Linked DNA regions of Ovis aries: region 1 is linked to region 2. Evidence: chromatin contacts called from public Hi-C data. All regions are on one chromosome and are shown on one strand. The core of a region is the stretch at or near the end of the contact, and the rest is flanking DNA. Distances in the headings are between cores, read along the strand shown.

Region 1 (6,818 bases), core at 324-2,823, 100 kb before region 2:
GCTTAGCAATCGGGCTCGTTACATTCCCCACTTAAAGGTACAGTGTGGAGCTGGAATCCGGTTTATAGAGGTAATTGTGGAGCATCCCGTTGTGAGTTCAGCGTTTATTTCAGCAACATCTCTGTTCCTTAAACGGGGCTTTCTGAAGGGGCCTCCTCTAGCTCCCCCTGCTTCTCCTGCCTAGCAGCCTCAGCTTTCGTTTCATAATGAGGATCCCACTCTGTGACTCTGTTTCCTTGCAGTACTCCGTGTTTAATTATAGTGGGCCTGGGCAGGGTCGGGGCAGGGCCTCTAAGCATAGGCCTGTAGACAGCTGGGGCTTGACAAGTATTCATGATGGGTGCTGGGATGCGTATATTAATGAACAAAGCCAGAGTAATTACTGGTTTTATTTCTCTGGAATGTTTTCTCAAGAACACTGAATAACATAGCTCATCACGCTTCCCTCTTTGCACTGGCTGTTGGGAAGCTCAAAGCCACATCTGAGCAAGTTTATAAACCCACACATACACTCGCCAGTGGTCTTACCCCCATTCAATGTACCCACTCTCATTTGTCTATCTTCTTTTGCTCAGTTGAGTTCAGCTCAGTCGCTCAGTCGTGTCTGACTCTTTGAGACCCCATGGACTGCAGCACGCTAGGCTTCCCTGTCCATCACCAACTCCCGGAGCTTGCTCAAACTCATGTCCATTGAGTCGGTGATGCCTTCTTTTGTTATCTTTTTTAAAAATTTAAAAATTGACTTACAGTTTACATACCATACAATTCACTTGCTTTACTTGCACAATTCAGTGACTTTTGGTATATTTACAGAGTTGTATAACTATCAGCTTAGCTTTCTGGTTTTGTTCTGGCCATGTGGCCTATGGGATCTTAGTTCCTGGACCAGGGATTGAACCTGTGCCCCCTTCCTTGGAAGTGCAGAGTCTTAACTGCTGGACCGCCAAGGAAGCCCCTCGTTATCTCTCTGTTTACACTCTCCTATTGTATCACATGTGTCTTTCTAAGATGCTGTAGTAAACATCCTTGCTGGAATTAAATACGTTGAATGGCCCGTCTTGAATTTCTAGCTTGCAGGAAAGAAGAATGCCCTTTCCAGTGCTAGGCCCTGTCTCCAGAGCAGTAAACCACCCTTAGGTTACCCGCTTTCCAGTACCCACAGGCCTTTGGGAGGGATGTTTACGTGACTGGAGGCTGTGGGGGGTGAGATGGTGTTTCCTCCCCCTTTGGTGGTGTCTCAGAAAGAATGAAGGTGAAAGGCAGACAGAACTGCAGAACCTCACAGAACGTGTTTTCCCAGCTTTCCCCAGGCCCTGTGGTCACTGGGGAAGGGAGCTAGCTGCCCAGGTCAGCCTGAGCGGACGCGGCCGGTGAGGACAGGACGCTCGTGGGGCCAGGGAGGCGTCAGCACAAGAGCAGTCGGGGGCTCGGGTTCTCCGGGAGAGGCGAGGCCAGCCCCCGGGCCAGGAAGAGAAGCCGCTCCTGCAGGGCGGCCCGGGAGAGGCGAGCTCCACCCAGGCTTGTGTTTGCCCTGCTCTGTGTATTCAGCCAGCAGGCTCCGGACGAGGAAGCAAAGGGCAAGGAGCTGGGCTCAGTTGACAGCCTGGCACTGGGCAGCACCAGCTGGACGCACAGCACTCCACGCGGAAGCAGCTCCAGGAGACACCAAGGACAGAAGACACTCCCACCGGGGGCTTGCAGGTAACTGCTTCCAGATCTTTTCAGCAAGGCCGGAGAGTTTGTTCTTTGCGGATGATGAACTATAGAAGCCAGAGGCCAGAGAGGGTTGAGCTTGACCCTGGCTCTGCCAGTGAGTCACTGTGTGGCATTGGGTCTGCGAGGGCCTCAGTTTCACCATCTGCGAAATGGACCCAAAGATAGCCCTACCTAAAAGGATACAAGGATTACATGATAGTGTGGGCAGTGTTGAGTTCAAAACAGCAGAAATAACTATTTGCATGGACCCGTTGCATGTCACTTCAAGTGTAAACCTTGGGGGGAGAGTCAGCGGATGGAGGGGCATGCTGTGTGCCTGGGAGACCACCATCAGAACTAGAGTCCCCCAGTGCAGAGCCAGCTTTGAGGCTGTGTCTGGGGGCAGCGCCTAAGGAGGTGAAGGAGATGAGGAGAAGGACTCCCCCAGGGACTTTGGTGAATTGGGCTCTTATTTAACATTGACAACCTCCCCTGGAGGCGCCTGCAGGATTCCGATCCCAGCAGCAGACTCCAGAAACTGCGTTGCCCTCAGAAACTCCGTTGGCTGCCTTGAACAGCGATGGTGATGGGAGAGCAGGTGGTCTGGAGCCCTGCTGACGCCCGGTCCAGTCTCAGCCCCACCACCGACTGGCGGGGCGCCCTGGGGTGGGTGCCTGCACTCTCCGAGCTTCAGGGTCTTCGTCGGTGAAATAGGCAAGTTAATAGTCTCGAGATCAAAGTGACATCCACGAGGACTGAGGGGCCAAGGCAGGGAGCACCTAGCGACGTGCTTAATGAGCATTAGCTGTTATTTTCATTGTTATCGTCGTCTCCATGTGATATCAGGAAAATGAGGCTGGGGAGGGGTGGGTAGCGACTCCTGGATCTCTCGGAAGGGAAGCTGTGAAACTGGGCTCCCGTCAGAGCTGACTTCAGTGAGATGAGTGAGGCTCTGTCCTCTCCCTGGGGGCAGAATTTAAGAGACGCCAAAGAACTCCATCTTTGAAATAGATTATATTTTAAAGCAATATTTTTAAAATTTTCAACGAATGCGAAAACATCCACAATGAACTAAGTAACCACACATTTTGTGAAGAATCGGTCCCAGCATTAATTCTGTTTTTTTAAGATAATACATTATTGAAATATATATATATATTATTTATCTTGATGGCTGAGTTTTCTGGCACCCCATTAAACTTTGCACCAGGAGGCATCTGACCCCGCTGTCATCATGCCCTGCTAGAGTTGAGCTGCCTTAGAGGCCTGGAGTGTGTAGATCCCGGTGTGTGTGTGCGCGTGTGCCCGCTCAGTCACTCAGTCCTGTCCGACTCTCTGTGACCCCATGGACTGTACCCCGCCAGGCTCCTCTGTCCATGGGGCTTCCCAGGCAGGAATACTGGAGTGGGCTGCCCTTCCCTCCTCCAGGGGAATCTCTCAGACCCAGGGACTGAACCTGCATCTCCTGCATTGGTAAGCAGATTCTTTACCAATGAGCCACCTGCGAAGCCGTATAGCTCCGCCCCTAAATAAAAACCAAGGGAGGGCCCTGCAAACATGGATTTCGACTGAAGGAGTCCCAAATCAGGGTGGCTGTTTTTTCCCACAGGGTTCTGAAACTCGGGAAGGGTTGTCTTTGTAGGGAAAGGCACGTGCTTCAGGGGAGAACCGGGCCTGGGTGAGCCCATCCTGGCTGGCTTCTGGGGGCGACGGGGACGCACAGAGAGGTTTGGGAAAGGCCCCGGAGGGCAGGGCCGCTCCTGCAGGCCCACCCGAGCCGCTGGCAGCTCAAACATTTGTGGAGAGTCACCGTGTCAGCAGCTTCTCCTGCTGCCCGGAGCTGGGCTGGGCTGGGCAGCCTGAAGGGTCTGAATGCCTTAGTCCTGTGGAACCAGGATCAACCTTAGCTCTGCCTCACCAGAACTTTCTATCTGATCAGGGTTCCTTTACTCTCCTTTATCCATTAAATCAGCAGATATAACTTGAGGGCACACTCTGTGCAACCAGGATAAGTGGGTACCTGCCCCGAGGAGTTTACGTTCTCAGGGTGAAGGGCTTGCATCATTAAGCCTCAGTGTCTTTATCTGCGTAATTTGGGGATAACAGGCTGCTGTAAGAAAAAACGGAAACAATGGAAGTCAAGTGCCCAGTGCTGGGCCTCTTGCAGGGGCAATGTGGGGAGGCACTCACTCTGAGGTGCCCATCGTACCAGTCCAACCTCGAAGGGGCCGCCTCCTTGCATTGTGGGCGCTGACGCCTCTCCTGCCCCACCCCACTCCTGACCCTGCCAAGCTCCTAGTAAGGCTGCGGCTAATGTTACCTGCCATCACTATTAGCCTAAAGATGTTTGGGGCAACACTCGGGATAAGATGCTGAGCTCTGAGCCTTCTAGAAACCGCGATGGGTAAAGGGACACAAACACAAGACAGCATTCCAACAGCAGGACCTCAATTCCCAGATCTCCTCAAACACTCAGCAGCGGTTTGATAAGGAGGCCCTCGCCCTGAACCCACACATACCAGGGCACTGGGCGCAGGGCTGGGGCCCAGAGAGGAACGGCTTTCAGCCCTCTCTGCACACAGCAGCCCGTGTTCCAGCACGGTGCAGGACCGCGGGTGGTGCAGGACCGCGGGGCCCAGCACGTCTGTTCTCATCACTCACCTTGATGCTGTCTTTGGAGCTGGGGGCAGAGGGCTTGTTCTGTCGGGCATGCCAGCCTGCTCCTGGTGGCACCGCCCTCAGTGGGTGGTGAGGAGGGCCCCCAGTTTACCTACATTCCACTGCATTGATCAAAGGTGTTTCCGTTTACCCAGTGACTAACTCTGTCGCCATTGCGCCCTTTGAGGACTTCCTCCTCCATCTGACAGTCATTTAACTGCCAGCACGGCCGCCGTAGAAACGCTCTTTCTCTAGGGCAGCTGGTACCACATCTGGTGTTCGACCTGTTTGGAGAAGGAGGACATATCGTTAACTTGTAGCTCAATGAAGAGTCAGCGGTGGGAGGAGTGGGCGGGGACAAGAGGAAAGGTGTTTAAGGGAAGGGGCTTGTAAGGAGCAGTAGCATGGAGACTGAGGGCTCAGGAAACCAGTGCAGACATTTAATTGCATCATATGGTAAATATCACTGTATTGGCAACCATATTACACTATATAAATGTATCAAAGTAGAACATGTTGCACTTTAAGCTTATAAATGTTTCATGTCAAAGTCATTCAGTTCAAACCCTCTAAAACTGATTCATTGATTAATTACATTAGAGGAGGCTGATGAACACCATTCCCTGGAGTAAACGAGGAGAGATGCACAGAAAACTTCCCTGAATGGCTAGTTCACTTGTGGGTCAAAACAGAGCTGAGGTGATTACAGCAGTAACAGGAGACATGAACAGTGAGAACTGACCTTCTTCTCGTCTGACTGCTGCCAAGCCCTTGGGCTAAATCTTCCCAGAGACTATTGATGACTTCTCAATTTTTCATTCACTTTGGATCTGGCTATGTTCCTTGACTAGTTATGATTTTGATTTCTCATTGCAAAAACAGATGTGCAATAAATATTTTATAGTCTATGTTGTATTACATTACATGCAAATACTTTATAAAATTTAACATAACTTATGTGGTAGAGGAGACAGTAAGAGAAAGAAAAAGCTTAGAGCTCGAACTGTGGAGCCAGGCTGCTAAGGGTTACGTCCTGATGCTCCCTCTTCCTAGCCAATGATCTGTATCAGTCAGCTCCAGCAGTGTAACCAAAAAAAACAAACAGCCCACAGACTGGGTGACTTGAACAACAGATATTTGTTTTCCCATAACCCTAGAGGCTAATAAATCCAAGATGAAGATCCTAACTAATTCCAGTTTTGGTGGAAGTTCTTTTCCTTGCTTGCAGCCTTCACACCTCTGACCTCTCGTGGGGTCCTCACATGGTAAAGAGAGAAAGCAAGCTCTTGGGTGTTTTCTCTTATAAGGCTGCTAATCCTTAGGGTTAGAGCCCCACGCTTATAACGTCCTCTGATCTGTCTCTGAATACAGTCATGCTGGGTTAGGATTTCTACATGTGAATTTGTAGGGGAACATAATTCAGCATGGTCTTAGGCAAGGAATTCAGGCTCTCTGGACTCACGTGATGCATCTGTAAAATGGGAACACTAAAAACTCCCGCCTCGGGAGCCCCCGCCAGCCTCGTAGTCAGGATGGTCATCATCGCCGCCACCGCCTGGGTTCTATCCTTGGTCAGGAAACGGAGACCCTGCCTGCCACATGGACAGTTTGGCCAAAAATAAAAGAGTGCTTTGAAAGGGTTGCAAACATTTTCAGACTCGCTGAGATGGCTGTGATTTGTGGATGTTGAAAGCCAATGCCCTTCCTCTCTCTGAGAATCCGGACCCTGGCTCTATGTACCAGGGGAGCCAGCACCTGGGGGAGTCCCTGGCCCAAAATGTCCAGGATGGCACCTCTCAGCCCTCGCCATCATAGAAGTCACCCGGAGATCCTGGAAATATTCTGATGCCCAGGCCCCGCCCAGGGGCTCTGATGGGATGGGTCTGGCGGGGCCTGGACACGGGGACTGAAATCTCCCGTGGGGGTTGGAATGTGTAACAGTGTGAAGACTGGCCTCAATAAGAGAGCTGGGAAATGGAAAGTAAGGAGACTTTCTCCTCTGAATGACCCCCAGCCAAAGGCCTAGCCCACGTCCTCCAAATGCTAGGCCCCTGAGTCTAATTTCAAAAACAAACCTCTCTGCCATATGGAGACTTGTGTTTAGTGTCAGATTAAAAGAGAACATTCATAAGAACAAAACTACGCACACCATCAGGTCATGAAAGGACGTTGTGATACCACCTTCAAATTTTTTTTTTTTTTTTTTTGTCCAAAATAAAAACCGAGCTCTTTCAAAGAATATGTTTTTCTTGATGGAGAAAACTCATCATCTGATGTATTCTTCTCCTCTGTTGGAGACTGGAGGAAGCTTCATCACAGACAGGAATGGTCCAGTCTGGACCACCTGCAGCCTCAGTTTTGCCATCTGCTAAATGGGGATAAAAAGGGTTCCTGCCACACAGAGTCCCTGATACGGCTTTCAGGGTGATCAACTCATCCTGGCTTGCCTAGGACTTCCCTGGCTC
Region 2 (7,010 bases), core at 4,294-6,793:
TTAGCTTCAACATCAGTCCTTCCAATGAACACCCAGGACTGATCTCATTTAGGATGGACTAGTTGGATCTCCTTGCAGTCCAAGGGACTCTCAAGAGTCTTCTCCAACACCACAGTTCAAAAGCATCAATTCTTTGGCACTCAGATTTCTTTATAGTCCAACTCTCACATCCATACATGACCACTGGAAAAACCATAGCCTTGACTAGACGGACCTTTGTTGGCAAAGTAATGTCTCTGCTTTTGAATATGCTGTCTAGGTTGGTCATAACTTTCCTTCTAAGGAGTAAGTGTCTTTTAATTTCATGGCTGAAATCACCATCTACAGTGATTTTGGAGCCCCCCAAAAAATAGTCAGCCTTTTACAAGTGGGGAGATAAGGTCACCGCTTGATTATCCTAACCCTTAGCGTCTTTCGTGTTTTTATTTTATCTCTATGGCCCCCAGTGTCATTTCAGTTCAAATAAACTATGGGAAAAAGGCTTTGACCTCCTAATAGATTTTTGGTCGTCTGTAATTTACCTAGAATTTTGGATTTTACAGCCTCATCCCTCCAAACCATAGGAACCAAGTAGGATTGCGAACATTGCACTTTACCATGGAAAATATGTCCATTCAAAAATACAAATAAAACAACTGCCTTCTTTTACTGCTGTCTTATGAAACGGCAGTGTCACACCAGAGATTAAGGGAGACAATCATGTAGAGACGAGGAGGCGTACCCAAGAAAAGTCACACGTGGTGCAAGTGGGAGAAACCCTCTCGCAGCTGGCTCAAGCGAAAAGGGGGCTTCAGGAACAGCTAGATCCAGGGGCATACGCAATGGCAACCATACATGGGGTCTTTCTCCCCTTCTCTCTCATCCGCTCTCATCTCTGCTTTTCCTCTGTGTCCCGGGGTTTCTTTTTCAAGCAGATTTTTTTTCCTAGAAATGATGATAGTTCTTGAAGCTCCAGGCTTTTATCTTCACAGCTTCCAGCTCAAAGGAAAGGGAACAGACCTCTCTCTTGCTTGTTTAGCAAAGCTTTGGGATCAGCTGAGGTTTAGCTGTGTTTGGCCAGTCTGAACCAATCCCAGCAGCCCAATCATACCCAATGCTCTGGTTGGCCAGGTCTGGGTCACGTGTCCTTGTCCAAGGATGAAATTAGCGAGTGAAAACCGCAGGGAATAAACCAGAGAGAGAGGAGTGGTTCTCCAAGGAGAACCCAGCTTTTAGTTCTAGAAGGAGGAGTAAAAAATGCTTGCCACGGAAGCAATCATCAATGAATGAATGATCAGATTGGTAAATAAATGTCCCCACTGTGATTTCATACCATGAAAAGTATTTACACATCTTTTCTTATTTTTTTCCATCTCACCCAGGACTCAGGAGCACACAGACACCATCCACCCTTCGAACATCTCTGTCTTAACGCATCTATTCACCTGCTCCTGAGCGTTGTCTTGCCGCTACTAAAAATGCACTTTGTTTGAACTTGCTCTAGACCTCGGACCCCACGGAGAAGGTGGTCTCTCCGCCACAGCCGGAAGCGGCAGCTGCGGGCCAGAAGGGCAAAGAAGGCCCGTCCAAGGGCAAGAAGGCCGCCGCGGAGCCCAACAAGCAGAAGGGCGACAAGCAGGAAGCCAAAGAGCCGGCCCCGGGCGTGGAGCCGGCCGCCGCGGAGGCGAACTCGCTGCCGAACGGGGACAAGCCCCAGAAGAGACCCGAGAAGCGGCGGCAGTCCCTCGGGGGCTTCTTCAAGGGCCTGGTGGGTAGTCGGGGCGCCTCCCCTCTCGGGCTTGTGGGTCTCGCCTCCAAAGGCGACCGGCTGGCTGGCCACCAGGTGGCCGGACCTTTGCCAGACAAACCCTGAGCGCCTGCTGGGGCCCAGGGGCAGAGAGCCCGGTGCATGCAGGCGGGTGGATGCTGGCGCGGGGCGGATAAAAGGAGCTCCGTTTCGGGCAGTGGGCAGCTCAGCCGGCTGTGCGGGCTGCGCAGAGTACTGGCCCGCTCCTACGTGAGCAGGAAAGCTATTGAAACTGTTCAGCGAGGAAATGCTGGGCCCTTGCTTATAGCCTTCATGGACTGTTCTGCTGCTACAGTGCCGTAGCCACAGCCAAAGAGAGAGGCAGCACACGTCTCGGACCGCCTTGGAGAGCTGACGGCGCTTTGGCGCCGTGATGCCTGCAGAGGTGGTGAGCGGTGGGTAGACCCTAAGTCTCGTTCACGTCACCGAGCCCTTTGTCTGAGGCCAGGCTTCCTGGCATTCGTCACCTCTTTAATGATGGCAACATCCCTTTGGGGTAGAAACGCTTCTGCCTTAGTCCCTCCATCTTCCTGTTGTCATGAGACTCCAGCAGTGGTGGAGAAGAAGGGAGGGTGTTCCTGCCACTTTGCTAGGATCCAGTCAAGCCCCGAGGGCTTCCAGGCTGGGCATGTTTCCCCCGGGGTTGCCTGATCCCTCTCCTGAGAGGGCAGTGCTAGCAGCAGACCTGTCACCAGTCAGGGAACCATTGCCACCTCGTCACCTACAGAAAAGGAGCTTCTAGCTGCCCTCAGCCCCGCCCAGCCCAGCCTCCCTCCCCAGAAGCTACACCGCCAGCCGCTGCCCATGTGACCTTTGCCCTCCTGGTGACAGCCTTCATTCTGGCCCCTCTCTCCTCCTCCTATGCCTGCTGCTTGGACTCTGATAGGAAGCAGCCTCCTTGGTGTTACATGAAAACTTTGCAGAGATACGTTTTGTAAGCAGAGTAAACAGCCAGTACGGTTAGAAAGTGAACAGAGGGTTGACGGAAATTAGCTCTACCTGGGGACTGTCGTCTACACCGCCTTCCCACCCCCAGGTACTGTTCTTAGCGCATCATAAGCCAGGACTCGCTTTGTCTTGGAGCAACCCTCTGAGATAAATGTCATCCCCTTTATTCTAAAGATGAGGAAACAGAGAGTTCAGTCATTTGTCCAAGATTTCACAGAGCTGGAAAGGAATATACACAGCCATGGAACTCGGGCAGCTCAGCGGAGACCATTCTCTTGCCCACCGCCCGCGACAGCACCTGGCATAAAGAGCTACGTGACTGGCAATTGCTGTCGTTGATTTGACGGATCTTCACCTTCTTTGTGTTTCCTACAGGGACCGAAGCGGATGCTGGATGCTCAAGTGCAAACAGACCCCGTGTGCATCGGGCCAGCGGGCAAATCCAAGTAAACAAACTTCACGGCTCCCATCAGGTTCCGCCACCGAGATGTCTCCTCCCGACTCCGTCTCCCCCGAAACCCTCTCCATGTGTATACTTTTTCTTCTGATGGCCATCCCATGAAAGTCTGCCTCCGAATTAAGCCTGAGCTGTTGTATATTGAGGTGTATTATTTACGGCTGTGGTCCAGTCTTCCCTGGTAACTAACTGTAAAGATGGCTTAGCAGGTTAACTAGCCAGGTCTGAAGATGGGTCCCAAGCAGGGTCGGGGAGGGGCAGAGAGGGCTGCGTTCTGGTTAAGTTATGAAAAATGGCCAGGGGCAAGTAAGTTGCAGAAGGGAAAAGACTGCTGGAAGGAATTAAGCTTCGTAGTCAAGGCGTGCTCATCCTCTCGGCTTGAAGAGGAGAGGCGAAAATCCGTTTGTTCAAGTTCACGTTTCAAGGAGGGAGACCGTGGGCTGTGTGTTGTTGGGAGGTTGCCAGTTTTCTGGAATGGAATGTGTGGGGAATGACAAAGGAATGGATGAGAGTTGTTTTTCAAATAGGGTCCTTGAACGTTATTGACGGGAGGGGAAAGATCGACTGGAGAGGACTTGACATGATTTGGGAAAACAATTGCTTTTTGAGGCTCAGTGACAAGGGCCAGGATTACAACTTCAAAAAAAAAAAAAACCAAACACCCCAAACCAAACCAAATAAAAGACGTTGCGAGTTTATTTTTGCAACACGAGGGGGCGCCAAGGTCTCCATTTTCGTCCCGCATCCCGTATCCCTAACAAAGATTTGGTCTCTGCAATCTTACATTATTAATGTCTCTCAGATGGCTGAGGGGCTTGCTTCATCTGTTCTGTCTGACACTTATCTCCAGCCTGTCTGTAATTTCCTAATGTTCTCAGGATGTGCTCTGATAAAACCCTCCCATAACCGCAGTTAATAATAAAAATTTACAGATTATTCAAATACCTGAGTTTTTTTTAATACTTGTACAGAGGAGTACATAGGACCATGGTGTATTAAAGTGTAGTTCAAAACCTAGCCATATGATCGACTGATATCATGTATACTGTATCTTTTTCTGATTTAATAAAAAAATACTTTGGCATCTGAACGATCTTTTAATGTTCCGCTTTTAAAGCAGGCCGGGAGCTCTGTGTCTGCGGTGGCTTTATCTCCCATGTCAGAAGATGGATGCTCCCCTGCATCTTACTTCCTCTCCCAGATCTTCCTCGATCTCCTCACACGTGGGCGTGTGCACACACAGATGTGTGCACGTGTATGTTTGCACATATGCACACGCACACACGTGTAATATATACACACTGCCTCTGGCCACACTGAAAGAGACGAGCCTGACACAGAGACTTGGTGCCGGGGTGAGCCTGAAGGCGGGCTCCTGGAGGAAAGGGAGGAAGAGGAGGACGGGGCAGGGTCTGGTCTCAGCTGGAGCGCAGTTTCGTTCTGTCTCCCAGGGGGCCCTGGAGCCTCAATCATATGTGAATCGTACCACAAAGTTGGTTCTACTTACAAGCAAGGAGGCTGGCCTTTGTCCCCTTGTTGGTGAGTCATGGACCACCCCGGGAGGTGTTAGGCCAGGCAAATTTCTACAGTTGAGCTGAGAAGCTGGGATCGCTTGGGCTGGAGGTTCAGAGTCAGTCCGAGTGTCCACGAGTGACACATACACCCAGTGTGTATTTATAGCCACAGATGCGCACACACTCAGGAACACGTGTTTCATACAGAATAGACAGACGCATGCACACGTCCACAGTCTTACACAGGCAGATGGACACGCGTGACTGACAGAGCCGCAGTCCCCGTGGCTCCTACAAACCCACCGCGTGTATAGTCCACCACACCGTGGCTAGAAACAGCACTGAACGCCTGCTCCTGAGAAGTCCATACCTTAGGCAAAGAAAACTGTGGCTTGGGCAAAAAGGCCTTTGGAAAATGTGTTCAGGACAAAATTATTTCACCAAAAAAAGTTTGGGAGGCCCTTGGCTCCCAGGACCCACTGGCTACCAGCTCGGACCGGCTGGCTGCACCTGAGAGCTCAGCTTCCAGGAAAGGCCAGAGGCTTTCTTCTTGGGGTGGGTTTGGCTTCTCCAGCCCTCCTGCCCGAACCTGGACATTCCTCTCCTGCCGTTTGTGACTCACCCAGCTGAGAATGACCTCATGCTGCTTCATGTCTGCATGCTTAACTTGGCCCAGATCAGGGGAAAAAACCCTCTGGGGAAGACCTCACTGGGGGATGATTTTCCCTCCATCATCCCCATCACAGCACATGGGATGATTCAAGGCAAACAGGCAGCCAGTCACTGCTTTGTCTATAAACACCGCGGGGGTTGCCTGGCATGACCTTTGAGCTCTGGCCACGCCGGTCTGTTGAGAAAGGTGACAGTATTATTTGCAAGTTTCACCTCACTGGACACAGGGGCTTTTTGCCCTGATGAGAAATGTCTCCAGGGCGAGACTGACTCACTAATGCCAAAGGAGCCCTCCCACCCCGGAAAAAATTTTTCAAACTTTTAAAAAGAAGTTCTCTGCTGAGAATCTTGCTGCAGAGCATGCCAACGGTTTCCGTAACTGGTTTCCCATCCTCCTGGCCAAAAAAAGAGAGCCATCTTTGAATGAAATTGCTTGTTCTGTTTTTAAGAAAACTAAGCCAGAGAGGACTCTAACAATTATTGGGGAGATTCTAAAGCCAGTTGCAGCCTGCGAAGCAAGTTAAAATTCCGTTTTTTTTAGTTTGGTGGGGTTTGTCTGGTTTTGATTGGAAAGCCCATTCCTGATGCATTTGCAATAAATACTAATTTCCATGCTTCCTGTTGGCTTAGGAGTGAAAAGAATAGCCACTCCCCAAGTGAGTGCAGGAAAGCTCCAGGGACAGACTCACAGAGGGGCTGAAGTTCTTTAAGCGGCAGCGCCCAGGAATGCCCTTTGGATAGCAAAACCACCCACAGTAAAATGTTAAGCGCACCCCAAAACAGAAAGAGAAATTAACACCTGGGGGAGGGGGCACAGGTGCCTTTTTGACGCTGACATGCCCGTTAACTTATTATTTATTTTCAGGTGCACATGGAAGTGTCTCCGTGGCCTTTGCAGGACCTGGGCTGTCGAGCTGAACTGGCCACCGTCAGGGAAAACCAACAACAACAACAGGGAAACGCTGCTTGCCAGATCCAGCCAACGGCGACGTCTGGACTGATATCCGTAAAAGAATTCACTCAAATCACAGTTGTTCTCAGCAGCCCCTGAGGTCTCTCATGAATTCATCCTGGGGAGAGGGGCACATGCCACCCAAGGAAAATGCCAAAAAGGGAAGGAAAAGAGAAAGAGAGCGAAGTCCTTGTGGTTTTGTTGTGCCCCCCTGCCCTTTAAACAAATTATCAGGGATTTGCGCGCACGCACGCACACACGCACACACGCGCGCACACACACACACACACAGACTCTCTAGCTGCATTGCTGTTGTTTGTGTGCAAACAGATGCACTGGGGTCCCATTTAATGAGACTCCAGCAGGTTCGAGTCTGCGCCTTGCTGGCTCCTCCTCAAAGTGCCTGGAAGGGAGCAGGCCTGATGGGCAGCATTTCTTTTGTCAAAGAATCCCAACCTGATCTAGAATCAGCTCACCACGCTACCTGAAAGGGGAGGAAAGGAAGATGATTGCCAGTATTAACTCACCCAAGTTGGAAATGCAGGGAATGCGCTTTGCAGAAATCTAAAATGATTCTTATCAGCTTTTAACTATCCTCCCAAGCCCTTTCTCGCCCTTTTATTAATAAAAAAGGCAGTTCGCACGGTGAGTAGAATTAAGCTCCTCTCGGGTACACATCTT

The links. Hi-C and Micro-C count contacts between places; a contact is called where the count stands out from the background.
Region 1: a Hi-C map of liver shows a contact between it and region 2, with 3 times the contacts expected there. The contact joins the promoter of BCAS1 here to the enhancer-like site in region 2. A contact is called at or near these places in 2 of 16 Hi-C or Micro-C datasets (hypothalamus and liver).

Annotation. Positions count from the first base shown.
Region 1 is chr13:81,545,507-81,552,324 of ARS-UI_Ramb_v3.0, reverse strand. BCAS1 (brain enriched myelin associated protein 1) reads left to right here and starts at 1,573. Exons shown (of 10, transcript XM_042230292.1): 1 at 1,573-1,701.
Region 2 is chr13:81,448,939-81,455,948 of ARS-UI_Ramb_v3.0, reverse strand. It overlaps BCAS1 (brain enriched myelin associated protein 1), which reads left to right. Exons shown (of 10, transcript XM_042230292.1): 9 at 1,484-1,747; 10 at 3,110-4,281. The coding sequence ends at 3,184. Among named protein-coding and RNA genes, the nearest start is that of BCAS1, 98 kb to the left of the region's middle. Within about 2 kb of position 5,543, at least 7 of the 54 cell types and tissues checked have an H3K27ac peak or open chromatin away from gene starts, as enhancers often do. A contact at or near this core is called in liver, where this site is marked.